2 separate regions of the Gossypium hirsutum genome follow, and region 1 is linked to region 2. A link is a contact called in public Hi-C data. All regions are on one chromosome and are shown on one strand. Each heading gives the region's core, a stretch centred on a gene start, on an enhancer-like site or on the middle of the called end of the contact. The rest is flanking DNA. Distances are from core to core; before and after follow the strand shown.

Region 1 (7,327 bases), core at 212-2,711, 100 kb after region 2:
TCACTACGTTTTTATCTAAAAACATATTTTAGTTTTAATTTTAAATATATAGTTATAATATCTAATTTCATTACTATAATAATTAATTTTTTATTATTGTTGATTTTAATTTTATCAAAATTAATGACAATGTCCTTCCAAATGAATGATTAATACGTTCATGACACAAGTATTAACGTTGTATAGAATGTGAGTTGGTTTGCCCGTATTAAATCACATAATTATGCAGCATATAAAACTAATTGAACTCATTTATTATATTATTCATGTTTAAACAAATCAGTTATATTTAAATGTGATATCTGTTGTCTATCATTTCATATGACTTATATAATATATGTTGTGTGTTGTGCATTTTTAAAAGAGCCCTCAATGTAACACAATTTAGAATTCAATGCTTGAATAATTCCTAACCTATTCTTTATGAAAATGATTTTAATTAGGGAAAATTCATTTATTTTATCAATGGGATTATATAATTCAAAGAAAAAAAGACAAGATAAATTTCAGTATCATAACAAAGGTTTCAACCTGAGCATTAGTAAAACATTATGACACATTAACAACTGACTCTATGACAATTCAAGCACGACATATCTAAAGTGATTGCAAGCATTTAACAAGATAACTCAATTAACCCTAGATGGTCTAAAGCGACAGGCAAAATAGGCAAAAGAACCAATCATCCACTAAGTTAGAGAGGATTGCGACGAAAAAATTTCTAAAATCACTTGCAAAAGCAAGACTATATGCATAAATAAGACTAAAAAACTTGTACAATACAAGACAAAAACTTACAAAAGTGAAGACTTATTAAACAATGAAAAAAAATTGTAATACTTAAGACAACACGAGTCAAAATCGACTCGTGAAATCATTTATTATTTTAAAATACTCTCAAAACATAAACATATTAAGAAGTCGACGAAGAGCCACCTTTTGAATATCTACGACCAACCCACTTCTCAAGAGAAACTGATGTTCAGTGGCAACAAGCAAAGAATATAACCACAAAATAGATCTGCAAACTGAAAAAAAAAAGAAGACATGTGGAGTGAATGAGGACAATAAAAGAGAGGGTTGATAGGATAAAGAGAGAAAAAGGTGGGCGATAGCCAGCCCAAGCATAGCACCATTGCTGGACAAAACAAGAGAGAAAAACAACCTTAAAAAATTGATATGTGTTCTTCTTTTTTAGTATTTTATTATATCTATACGATACTTATCAATTCTCTAACTTTGCTTGTATCAAATAATTTCCTTATATATTTTGTATCATTCCTATTTGGTAATATATTTTTTAAATTTTGTAAATTTAGGATATGAGATTTGATCCAAATTTTCTCAAAGGTGTAGTGGGCTGGACTTTAAACTCCAAAATTTTTGGTAGGTGGAAGAGAGAATTAAGGAAGACGTGAGAATATTTTGGGCCATGCCCTTTAAATGAGGATCAATCTCAAAAGCCCAGAGCAAACTTTTTGATCAATTATTTTAAGCTCCCACAACACGAAAGCTACCCTACGTGGTCACAAATATAAAGTCACCATTCTTTATAACAGTCACATTTTATGATAATAATCAGATTTGTTATCAAATTATTTTTTTATTTTTTATTTTTACCATTTATAATAGACTTTTATCTCAACTTTAGTAAAATTAGTTTTATTCCGAAGTGAAGTAAAAATAAAATATTATTCTAATAAAATACTCAGATTTTATATAAAAAAACTATTAATCATATTTTATAAAATAAAAATAAATTTTAATAAATGAAATTGTATTTGTAAATTTTATTAAAAACATAGTCTAAATCTCACTAATTAACATTATTAATATATTATAGTTTTTTTAATTAATTTTTTAAAATAAAATATAATTTGAATTTCAAATGTTGTTATAAGTGTACAACAATCACATCTCTATAACATCTAAAATTTTGACAAACAAATATAATTGTTATAAAGAGAATTGTTGTATCTCTTTATCCAAAAATTGCTACTTGTGAAATCAAATGTTAGAAGCCCTAAAAGTTGAACCTATCATGGTGTAGGGAAAAAAATAATCACAGAAGAATATTGTCAAACAACTTGTATGCAAGGAAAGTACTAAACTGGAAAGTTTAAGAAAAAATAAAAGTTGAACTTAGAATGCCTGAAGTTGCTGTATTATTCACACCCAAAATGAAATAAATGAAGGCATATAAATAGCCGTTACACCATAACTAACTAACATAAAAAATGTACAACACTATTGCACGAACATAACAAAAAATCAAAGAAATAAGAAAATAACAAACTAAGCACAGCAGAGCCAAATTTAAATTTAGAAAAATTGACTTTGAATCTTTCTCCAACACTCCCCATTGATTCAAAGTTGCAAACACCAAGCTGAAGTCTGAAGTAAACATGTTTTTCTCTAGGGAGAGACTTCATTAGAATATCTACCATTTGCTCATTTGTGTTGCAATATTTCAGAATAATTGACCCATCAGACACAAGATCACGAATGAACTGTACCCGAATATTTATATGCTTTGTTCTTCAATGAAAGGATGGATTTTTAGATATGGAAATCGCTGCTTGATTGTCACAGCAGATTACAGTTGCTTCCTTCTGCTTCATATTAACATCAACTAAGATTCTTCTTAACCATAAGGCTTGACAAGCTGATATAGTTGTAGCTGTATATTCAGCTTCTGATGAACATAGAGCTGTCATTGCTTGTTTTTTGGAACTCCAACAGATAACATCTGATCCAAAACCAAAGACATAACCTGACTTGTTTCTTCTATCTTTCAAACATCCAGCCCAATCACTATCTATATAACCACTCAGCTTGAACTCTAAGATATTATCATACCACAGCCCAAAATCAATAGTTTCGGCAATATACGTAAGACTCGTTTTGCAGCGCCAAAGTGATGCCTTGATGGACAATGCATGAACCTGAAAATAACTCCAACAACAAAAGAAATATCAGGTCGTGTATTATTCAAGTAAATCAAGCCACCAACTAGACTTTTAAAGCTCCTTGCATCTATTGCTTCAGTACCATCATCAATTTTCAACTTTTCATTCAAATTCATAGGTGTTGCTGTAGTTTTGCATCTTAGCATGTTGAATTTTTTAAGTAAATCAGCAGTATATTTCTTTTGCAACACAAAGATGCCATCTTCAACCTGCTTCACCTCAAGACCAAGAAAAAATTGCAATACTCTAAGATCTGTCATTTTGAATTCCTTTTCCATACAAGCTTTGAATTCATTTATAAGACAAGAGGAACCCATGTAGATCATATCATCAACATAAAGGCAAAAAATGAGGAAATCATAGGTACCTTGCTGTTTAAAATAAAGATTGGGCTCATACTTGCTTCTCTCAAAGCCATTTTTAGGAAAGTATGGCAATTTTGTTGTACCATGCACGCGAGGCCTGTTTCAGTTCGTACAGAGCTTTTCGTAGCTTGTACACTTTTTCTTCTTTGCCTTTGATTTTGAATCCCTCGGGTTGAGCAATGTAAACCTCCTCTTTTAATTCACCATTCAAAAAAGCCGATTTAAAATCAAACTGATACACAATCTTTTTCAAATGTGCAGCCAATGCCAAAACAATTCTAACAGTTTCAAACCGTGCAACCTGAGAGAAAGTGTCGTCAAAATCTACACCTGGTTGTTGTGAATACCCTTTTACCACCTGACATGCTTTGTGCTTTAGAATGGTTCCATCTCTATTGAATTTGACACCAATAATTTTTTTGTCTTTGGGAAGATCTTCAAGCTCGCATGTCTCATTACGTTGTATTGCTGCAATTTCTTCTTTCATTGCAATTTTCCATTCTTCTTTGTCCGCTGCTTCTTCGAAAGTTGTAGGACCAGCAAGAAACAAGGCCTGTGTAGATGCATAAATCTCAGCCAAAGATCTGAACTTCTTTGGAGGAGTCTTATCATCAAATGAACTGTTACTATTTGGAGATGCACTTGATGAACATAAAGGAGATGACAGATTTGGAGAAGGGGGTTGTAACACTTCAGTCTGTGGAGCTACATCTTCACTCGCAATTTCAAATTTGACATCACATGCATTTTCTTTCCAAAACCAGCTTGCATCTTCATTGAAAATCACATTCCTACTGATTATCATTTTTCCATTAATAGGACTATACAGCCTGTAAGCTTTGGAGTCAGAACAATAACCAACAAAAATGCATTTTGTTGATTTTTCATCAAGTTTTTTGTGTTTATGTGAATCAACTAAAGTATAAGCAACACAACCAAAAACCTTTAGATGGCTTACCCAAGGTCTTTTTCCGTACCAAACCTCATATGGAGTTTAGTTGAAGACAGTCCTTGTTGGTGACAAATTCAACAAGTAGACTACAGTCGCTATAGCTTCTGCCCATAATTGATTCAGAAGTCCTTTGGCTTTCAACATACTTCTTGCCATTTCTACAATCGTCCGGTTCTTCCACTCAGCGACACCGTTTTGCTCCGAAGTATATGGAGCAGTCAGCTCTCTTCTCAGGTCGTATTCATCATAAAAATTATTAAACTCTTGTGATACAAATTCACCGCCTCTGTCTATACACAGTGCCTTAATATATCTTCTAGTTTGCTTCTCCACAAGTGCTTTGAATTTTTTGAATTTTTCAAATGTTTCTAAGTTTAATTGTAAGAAGTACACCCAACTCATCTGACTACAGTAATCTGTAAATAATAAAAAATATCTACTCCCACCAAATGATTGAGTTTTCATGGGACCAACCACATCAGCATGTAAAAGCTCGAGGCAGCTCATTTCCCTTCTAAACTTCCCCACAAGAAATGGTTTTTTTTTTACATTGTTTCCCATATATGCACCCTTCACATATATCTAAAGACTCAATTCTGGGCAATCCAAAAACCATTTCTTTTTTACAGAACATTCAAACCTTTGACGTTTAAATGCCCATACCTTAAATTCCATAATCTTGACTCACCATTTTCTTTGACAGCGAGTGTATGGTTCTCAACATCAGAAATAACAAGTGGGAATAACTTGTTTGGTGTCATGCGAACATCAATAATAGTTTAATCTGATTTTTTATCTTTGATCACACATGGGATATCATCGAACATGATAAAATATCCAGTAGCCATGAGTTGCCTTACACTCAACAGATTTTGTGACAGACTAGGAATGTAATAGACATCATAAAGAAGTTTCACATTACCGGAACTGCTTTTGACTGCCACATTAACCTTCCCTTCCACTTGAATCTGCTTGTTGTCTCCAAGTGTTACTTTTTGTTTGAAGGTTTCATCAATCTCATTGAACAATGACTTTACACTAGTCTGTGGTTCGAGCACCCACTATCCAGAAACCAAATGTTTTTTATGACTTGCTGCATTTTCTTGATAAGCCATGAATAATTTAATCTCATCATTTTCTTGCTCTACGTAACTTGCTTGTTCTTGCCTTGGTCTTTTCTAGCAATCTGTCTTCACATGCCCAAACTTTTTACAATAAAAGCATTGGATAAACCTTTTGTTATCCTCTTATTGTGTTTGATTTTGGTATCCATTGCCCCGACCTCGTCCTCTGCCACGACCTCCTCTCCCACGAGATCCAACCTGACCTCGCCATTTTTGTTCATTTTTTTAGGGTAATGCCTCCCCTTTCACATGGAAAGCCTTATCATAGGTATTCTCCTCTGATCTGTTCAACCTTGCCTCATGGGACTGCATTGATCCCATCAATTCATCAAATGTGAATGTTTCCAAGTCTTTGGATTCTTCTATGGAAGCCACTACATAATCAAACTTAGGAGTGAAACTCCTTAAAATTTTTGCAACAATCATTTGATCATTAATATTCTCCCTATAAGACTGCATTTTGTTGACAATTTCAGCAACTCTGGATAAAAAATCCTACACCGACTCTCCACATTTCATCTGCAAGGTTTCAAAATCTCGACGAAATGATTGAAGTTTTATAATGATTACCTTAGAGGATCTTTAAAATGCTGTCTACAAGATCCCCCAAGCTTCTGTCGCTATATTTGCTGCAGTAATTTTCAAAAAAGTGGTCTCATGAACAGCTTGTTGGATAAAGAATAATGCCTTTGAGTCCTTCTTCTTATTTTCTCTTAATCTTGCCTCTTCATCTGGTTTGGTATAGTCATTCTCAATTAAGTCCCAAAGATCCTGAGACTTGAACAAGGTTTTCATCTTGATGTTCTAAAACTCATAGTTTTCTCCATTAAAGACTGGAATCGACAGTTGAGACACATTCACGACATTGTCGTTAGTCGCCATTAGTTGCGCACCCAACTAAAAATGAACCTGGCTCGGATACCAAAAATGTAAGAAAAAAATAATCACAGAAGACTATTGTCAAACAACTTGTATGCAAGGAAAATACTAAACTAGAAAATTTAAGAAGAAAGAAAAGCTGAACTCAAAATGACTGAAGTTATTGTATTATTCACACCCAAAATGAAATAAACGCAGGCCTATAAATAGTCTTTACACCACAACAAACTAACGTGAAAAATGTGCAACACTATTGCACAAACGTAACAAAAAATCAAAGAAATAAGAAAATAACAAACTAAGCACAGCACAACCAAATCTAAATTTAGAAAAACTAACTTTGAATCATTCTCCAACACATGGCACAAATCTTTTTTTGTCATAGTCTAATGGTAATTATGAAAACCTAACCAAAATGAGGACTTAGTTAAGTGTATATCCTCCATCCTAATAGAATTCCAATAACTAAACCAATAAACTATGGCCATAACTAAATTCAAAGTAGCCATATTATCAAATTTCACCGTAAAAGATTGTAACCAATATCAATAATGTCAAACTCTTGGTTGGTATTTCATAGACCTTGAAAATGCAAGATAAAAGCAAATAGTTTATAGAATCTATTTGTCCACACGAAAAAAATTAATGATGAATGATCTTCGGAACAATCTTTCAACCTTAATAACCTCCTTGTTGAAGGGGAAATAAGAAAACGAGGTGGAAGACAATGGTTGACAAGGTAATGAGAGGCTGCGAGTCGCTAGAAAAGGAGGAGAAAAGTGTATAGAGCATTAGAAGTAGATAATTAGAGAAAAAGATCCTTCCTAAGGTCAAAAATGGTTAATAGACGAGAATGACCATTCTCGGTGTTAGATCTTGAGACGTAGCCTTTACCTATCTGTCATGGTTGGGTACACTTAATCAACATGGTAACCTGCTAGATAGATGGTGATGTGAATAATGTATATAATATGTCATGGGCTGGTATAACAATAATAAAGCAAACACCCATAGTTAATATTTCTCTTGCAAGACCAT
Region 2 (6,731 bases), core at 113-2,612:
TTTCATTTCTTAATCATAAAGGCAAAGCTGAAGGGAAAATAAATATACAAAAGCGTGTGTTCTCATAAAGGAAGGCCTTTTCTCTTCCACTTTAATCATTTGCTTCACTCTTTCCAACCAATATATTATTGACTATAATACCCTTTCACATTAGAACTCATATTTATTTCTCATTTTTCTTGTTATTGTACAATTGAAAAATAAAAACATATACTCCCTATTTTTTATTTATATTCTTTTTTGAAGAAAGTCAATAATTTTTTATTTGAGTTTTAAAACTCACGTTTATCCTTCACAATATTTAATCATCTCTCCACTATTTGATAATTTAATTATCATATTTGTCTATTCATATAATTTAATATGGATTTGGAAAAAAAATTAAAAAATTAAAAAATTTAATTCGTTCATTAAGTTGTAATTTCACTTCTCTATATTAATTAAGATCGTTCTTTTTACTAAAATTTTTTTTCATTGAAAGCTTAGCTACAAATTGTACATTAAAAAGTTTATTACAAAGTATTCACCTTAAAAATATATTCCTACCATGAAATATAGTTGTATTATTTCTAAATTGTACAAAACCAAGTTAGCATGCATGCTCGCTCTAAATAGGCATTATAAATTTGTAAATTTTCAGATAGTATGAACATTATATCTTTAGAGTCGTGTTTTAATGATTTTACTTCCATGGAATCTAGAGGTAACATGATTACATATAATAAGTTCAAATAAAATCTTAACTAAAATTTTTATAAAAATATTTCGATATTTCACAAGTTTACAAATATACTATCAATTGAAACATGCATCTAAAACTAACATTATATAAACTTAAAAGAACCGCAGTTACATTGACAAGTTCAGTTGATTTATTATTAAATTATTAAATTAATCTTTCGATGAATATAGGTAAATTAATAGTCTAAAAATATTAATAAGATTAACATTATAAAATAAATATATTTATTACTTAATTTTTATTAATTTACAAAAGTCAATACTTATAAAATTTAATATTTTATGAAATAACACCGTTTCAAATCAATTAAAAGGAGCCGCAATTTTCAGTTTTGTCATTTGTGAAAACATTTTGTTCTGCTGATGAAACAGTAATAGAGGACAAAGAGAGGGTTAGATTTGGAAGAAAAATAGGGGACAGCTAGATTTAGTATTCTTTAATGTGGCGTGAAACCGTGTTTTGCTACGAGGTTCCGCCGCCCATTCTGCACACTTGTCACCAATCACCCTCGTTTGTTTTCGTCTCTCTGCCTTTCCGCGTACCAAACCCCCTAACGTAATTTGCATAACACGACACGTCCACATACTAATCCCAATTATCATCCCCAGTCCTTCACTTCTCTCATCTGCAATTATAAATCTTATCATCTCTCATCTGCAACCAAATATCTTAGGCTTACTAACGAAGCTTAATATGGCGAAGACGAAGGGTGATGTAGCTCAAAGAGCATGGAGTCTATTGCGTTTAGCATTATTATGGGCGAGAAAAGGTGGGGTGTTCAGGAGACGGCTGATGATGGAGCTACGATTGCTGCCTAAGTTCCTCAAGGGTCTTGCTCATCATCAACCTCATCGTCATCACCAACTGATGAGCCATTATAAGGAACGCCAGCTTTCATTCGACGAGACGCCCATTTTTCACATCAAGATGCACCGTCCAGCCTCCATGCGATTCCTCCTTCCTTGCATTAGCACTGAGGAAGTCGATTTTGACTATGATTTCGGTCCCAATGATTACGATGGGGTTTACGGGTATAATGATGGTGGGAGAAAGAGTTACTCAACGGCATCTGATACTGACGAAGAAGATGGAGAAGTGGAAGAGTGTGGATATGAAGGATGTGATGAGAAAGAGAACAGTCCATATTATGCAGTGGAGGAAGAAGGGATTGATTCAAAGGCGGAGAAGTTCATAGCTAGCTTCTATGAGCAAATGAGGTTACAAAGACAGGTTTCATATTTGGAATATAGTGAAAAGCTTAGCACAGGCTCAAAAAGCTAGAATCTCCACAAATATGTCAACTTCATCATATTGCATATCCTACAATATCTATATTTTTTTCTTCTTTTTAATTTTTTTATTATTTGAGTTACAGAGCGTTTTGTAAGAGATGATCAAACAAAGACACTACAGCTTTTTTTTTTTAACGAGGATTCGTGTGTTTATAGTTTCATCAATAAGATTTAAAGACTTACATTTTGAGTGCAATAAGTTGATGCTTTTGTATTCAATAACAGATTCACAGGAGTTTCATGAATTTTCTTAAAAAAATAATTTGGGGTGTAATTAAAAATTTTAAATTTTTTATGAGATTAAGAATGAAATTTTTCAAAAATTTTTGAGAGGTCCTGCAACCATTTAGCACTGCCTTTGTTTGTATTAATGCTATTTATAAACGTCCACTCAACGGATGAAGTACGAATTGTTTGAACATCCCTACCTTTATAAATAGGAAAAATATTTGCTTCCAAAATTTTAAATTTTACAAATAAATTTATTTTAAGAAAAAGAGATATATGTTAATCTTTTAAACCTATTTATAAAAATAAAAAAAATATTGTTAGTGTATTATATATTTATAGATATATATATAAAAGATTATTATCTTATACATGGCCAGTGAAATGAAAAACTCTACAAATAGATAAAATTATTATCCTATACACTATTAATGAAATATACCACTTGTTTTTAAGTGTATATATATATATATATGTGTGTGTGTGAGTATTTGCGAGTGTAATTACTCAATGAAGTAAAAGGCAAGGCATTTAGCAAAACGTAAATATCAAACATATGTTTATTATTTAAAGCCGTAAAGTTGTTGGTATTTTAGGCTAAAATCAATCATTTTCATCTCATGGCGCCTGATATGTACACATTCCTTTCAGCAACTCATAATGCAATCTCTCATCAAACCAACACCAGAAATCTACTATTTTTTAAAATCTGAATTCACCTTTGAATTTTAAATTTATTTATTATCTGACTTTACTATATATTTAAATCTAATTAAAATATTCTTTGAATATTTGAATTCATTAAATATTCATATTTAATATTTTAAAATAACAATTTTTAAAAATAAAAGGAATAATGAATTAGGATATCAAATCTAAATCTATTATTCATAAAAAAAAATAAAGTCTATTATCCAAACAATCATTACCCACAAAATTGAAACAAATTCGAATAATGAATATTCAAAGATTAATATCTGCATTCAACATTAAATAATCGTAAAGTGCAAGTAAGGTACTCAAATTCTAATAGAAAAATTTTAGATTGGGGGCAAAATGAATTTTTAATTTTTACAATTTATTTGAATAGCTTATATCTTTATAGTTTTTAAAAGGTTAAATCGATTTTTTATCATTTTTAGAGGCTAAAGTGTAATTTTATTTTTACTAATTTAAAATTTTAAAAAATTTAAAAGACTTAAATAAAAAATTTTATATTTTAGGAGCTGCCAAAGCACCTGCGAACCACTCGGCTACACCCCTGCGAACATGTGTTTCATCCACAATATAACGTGAACAATAAAAAGGAAAGCAGTCAAAAAGCATATCTCAAGCCAAATGCAGGAAGAGCTCAATTATGGGTTGCTAGACCAAGCATGTGAACTTTATTCAGATTCCTTCATCTTTGGTTATAGAGACGGTGGAGACTATATGAGGAAGCATGTGAACTTTATTTAGCTCCTTCTTAGTTATTCACATGGATGCAGCATGAGGATGCTCCATGTTCTTCCACATATGTACAATAAAATTTACTTACATATCGTAAAAGAACTAATATCAAAATTTAACCATTAAAATATGATTGAAAGGAGAATAAAGACTTGTTAGAACAGTCTCAGAATTACAACTATATGAAAACTTTGTTTGAAGAGGCAGTTGAAGCAACCTAAATTTGATAACTACGTCAAATAGGAGCTTCAATTGCCTAACAACTAAAGTTGTAAGTTGCAAACATAATTCTGCTTAGCATTGGGGAAAGAGAGTTAAAAAAAAAATCCATGGAAATTCAGTGATGTAAGAAGTTCAGGCAAACTTCGACACATAATTCTGCTTAGGATTGACAAAAGGGAGTTATTTTTAATTTAAAACGTTAAAAAAATGAATGGAAATTCAGTGAGGTAAGAAGTTCAGGTAAACGTTGATAAGATATTCCTCTTCAGCGTGAATTCATCAGTTTTTGCTTGGCTTATTGACTGCACAATAAAACCCAGAAAACAAATAAAAAATTCATGGCTTAATACCATCTCAAATGGCACAACAAGAAGAATTTTACTTATATTCAACAGCAAAGATTCTTACCTTGTCAAGAATGCGTTCCAGCCGTTCAATTTCCTTCTTGGGATAATCAGCACCTTTTTCCAAACAGCTTTTAGCAGCTTTCAAGTAGATCTTTCCATACCTGTTCAAGCTTAGACAAGACTGTTTTCTTGTCGTCATTGCTAGCAGACACAAATTCCTTCACTAATGTGTCCAAGCTTGGCAAAATACCAGCCTATGCAGAAAGGAAGGGGAGAACGATTTTACCTCCTATAGAAAGACAAACATGATATAGCATTATATATACTATGCTAACCTTTGAAGTTAGCTGCCCTTTTGTATCACGACTGGTGCCACACTTCTCATTGATGAAACTAACAAAGTCATCCAATTCCCTTTCACCATGGTAGTCTTCTCCAGCTTTATTGCCCTTTGGGAAAAATTGCAATGTTGGATATCCACTTACTCCATAGCTGCACTTAAAGCAGAGAATTTCTAATCTTTAACTCTCAAAGACAAAGGGTTGGGCTTATTGGCTAAGTTATGCTTACTTTTCAGCTACATCTGTGTATTTGTCAACATCTAGATTGGCTATCACTACATCTTCTTCCAATTTAAACGCTGTAGCTAATTTCTCATAAATCTGTAGGGACAAAGACAAAGGGTTAGAAAGGAAATCACCACTTGGAACCAAAACGATCATGCTGCCTTTATTAAGCATCGATATAGATGATAACAGGAGTGAGGCTTTTGCAATGACCACACCTGGCAGAAAACCAATACAGAACTTGATCAGACCACTTTTTGCAGAAAAGATTGAAGCAAAAGAATATCAACAACAAAACAAAAAAGGTGCATGCTTACCAAGGTGCATAAAACTCAACCAGCACATATTTGGTCTCATCAAGGACAATCTCATTAAAATTATCATCATTTAGCACCACAACACTGGATGGCAAATTGGCAATCTTCACATTGGTCCCTATAAAACAAGACATTAGCAAATCAAAATCCTAGTGGGTTTAGACATTGGTCCCTATAATCTACCTCCTTCACTGTTTACGAACTCAGCAAGGGACTCTGCAGTGCGTGGTCCTACATACCTGGATAGAACAATTTTTATCTACTAAGAGCATGTTTTAAATAAAATATTGATTCCAATACCAAAACTTAAACAAGACTAAAACTCACTTTTTAGGTTCCAAAGAGCCTTTAGGAAACCACTGAATGGTTGGGTAGCCTTGAACATCATACTTGGTGCATACACTCTTATGCTCATCACAGTCCACCTACAATGGCATCAACAAAAGAAAAGAATTCCAAATAAAACCAATTGCAATATATAGCAAGAAAAACATTATATCGCTAACCTTTCCAATCAAGACGGACTTAGCCCTCTTGAAATTAGCCCCAAGCTTCTCAAACTCAGGAGCTAGCTTCTTACAGTGACCACACCTGTAATTGGATAAATATATGATTTTGAGAATGTAAATAGCACGAAATGGAATTAAGGAAAAAAATCGTTTGATCCTAATAAACAAGCATTAAAAAACCAAGGGAAAAAGAAAAAAATCATGGATGTTGTCGTCACATTGGTGTAGCTGAAGATGGATCTAAGGAGCGATTAATGTAAAACACCAAAAATCATAAAGCATGAGATTAATAAAAAAGAGGGCGATGAAGAATGTAACCAAGGGGCATAGAACTCGACGAGAGCTCCTCGGTCGTGACCAACTTCTTTGTCGAAGTTTTGTTGGGTTAGAACGAGGACGTCGTCGGCCAAGGCTGATGAAGCGAATAACAAACCCAAGGTTCCGAACGCTAACAACATCTCCATTTCTTGTTTATCCTTTGTTTCTAGTTTTCGATCTTACGTACTATTTTCTATCGACAATTACGATACCATTTCGTTATAGTAAACTATCTTTTTTTTGGGATAAAATTTTAGAAAAGGTTGGGCTTTGGTGGACTTAAAGCCCAATCACTGAATGGGGGACTCTGCTTCAAACTTAAAACCCAATCTGTCATTCCATGGACTAATGAAGTGAGCTGCTAATGATGAAATGTAGCATCAAATCAATGTGAATCTTTTCAACTAGTTTGTTTTTATTTGGATCAACGAGATTTTTTTTTTCTTACAATCGCAAAAAATATTAGGGTAAAAGTAGGAGTTAAATTATATTTTCTTCGTTTTATTTAAAAAATAATAAATTAATTTATGTAGGTTAGATTAAAAAGTAAATTCATTATTCTGCTAAAATTTTTATCCATTTTTACTATTAATAACTAGTCTTTGTACATGTGCATGGGTACATATGGTGTGCCAAATGTCACTGTCTAATTTTTCCATTAGTATTTAACAATATAAATTGATGAATTTTTTAACAAAAATGATTGGTTTACTTTTTGGCTTAACGTACAAGGATAAATTT

Evidence for each region. Hi-C and Micro-C count contacts between places; a contact is called where the count stands out from the background.
Region 1: a Hi-C map of leaf shows a contact between it and region 2, with 3 times the contacts expected there. The contact joins the enhancer-like site here to the promoter of LOC107953062 in region 2. A contact is called at or near these places in 14 of 34 Hi-C or Micro-C datasets (callus, hypocotyl, leaf and 2 more).

Annotation. Positions count from the first base shown.
Region 1 is chrA07:27,004,795-27,012,121 of Gossypium_hirsutum_v2.1, forward strand. No RefSeq gene overlaps it. Among protein-coding and RNA genes, the nearest start is that of LOC107953044, 24 kb to the right of the region's middle. Within about 2 kb of position 1,462, at least 1 of the 9 cell types and tissues checked has an H3K27ac peak or open chromatin away from gene starts, as enhancers often do. A contact at or near this core is called in leaf, where this site is marked.
Region 2 is chrA07:26,904,097-26,910,827 of Gossypium_hirsutum_v2.1, forward strand. It overlaps LOC107953062, which reads left to right and starts at 1,363. Exons shown (of 1, transcript XM_016888290.2): 1 at 1,363-2,216. The coding sequence starts at 1,436. The coding sequence ends at 2,023. It also overlaps the pseudogene LOC107955857.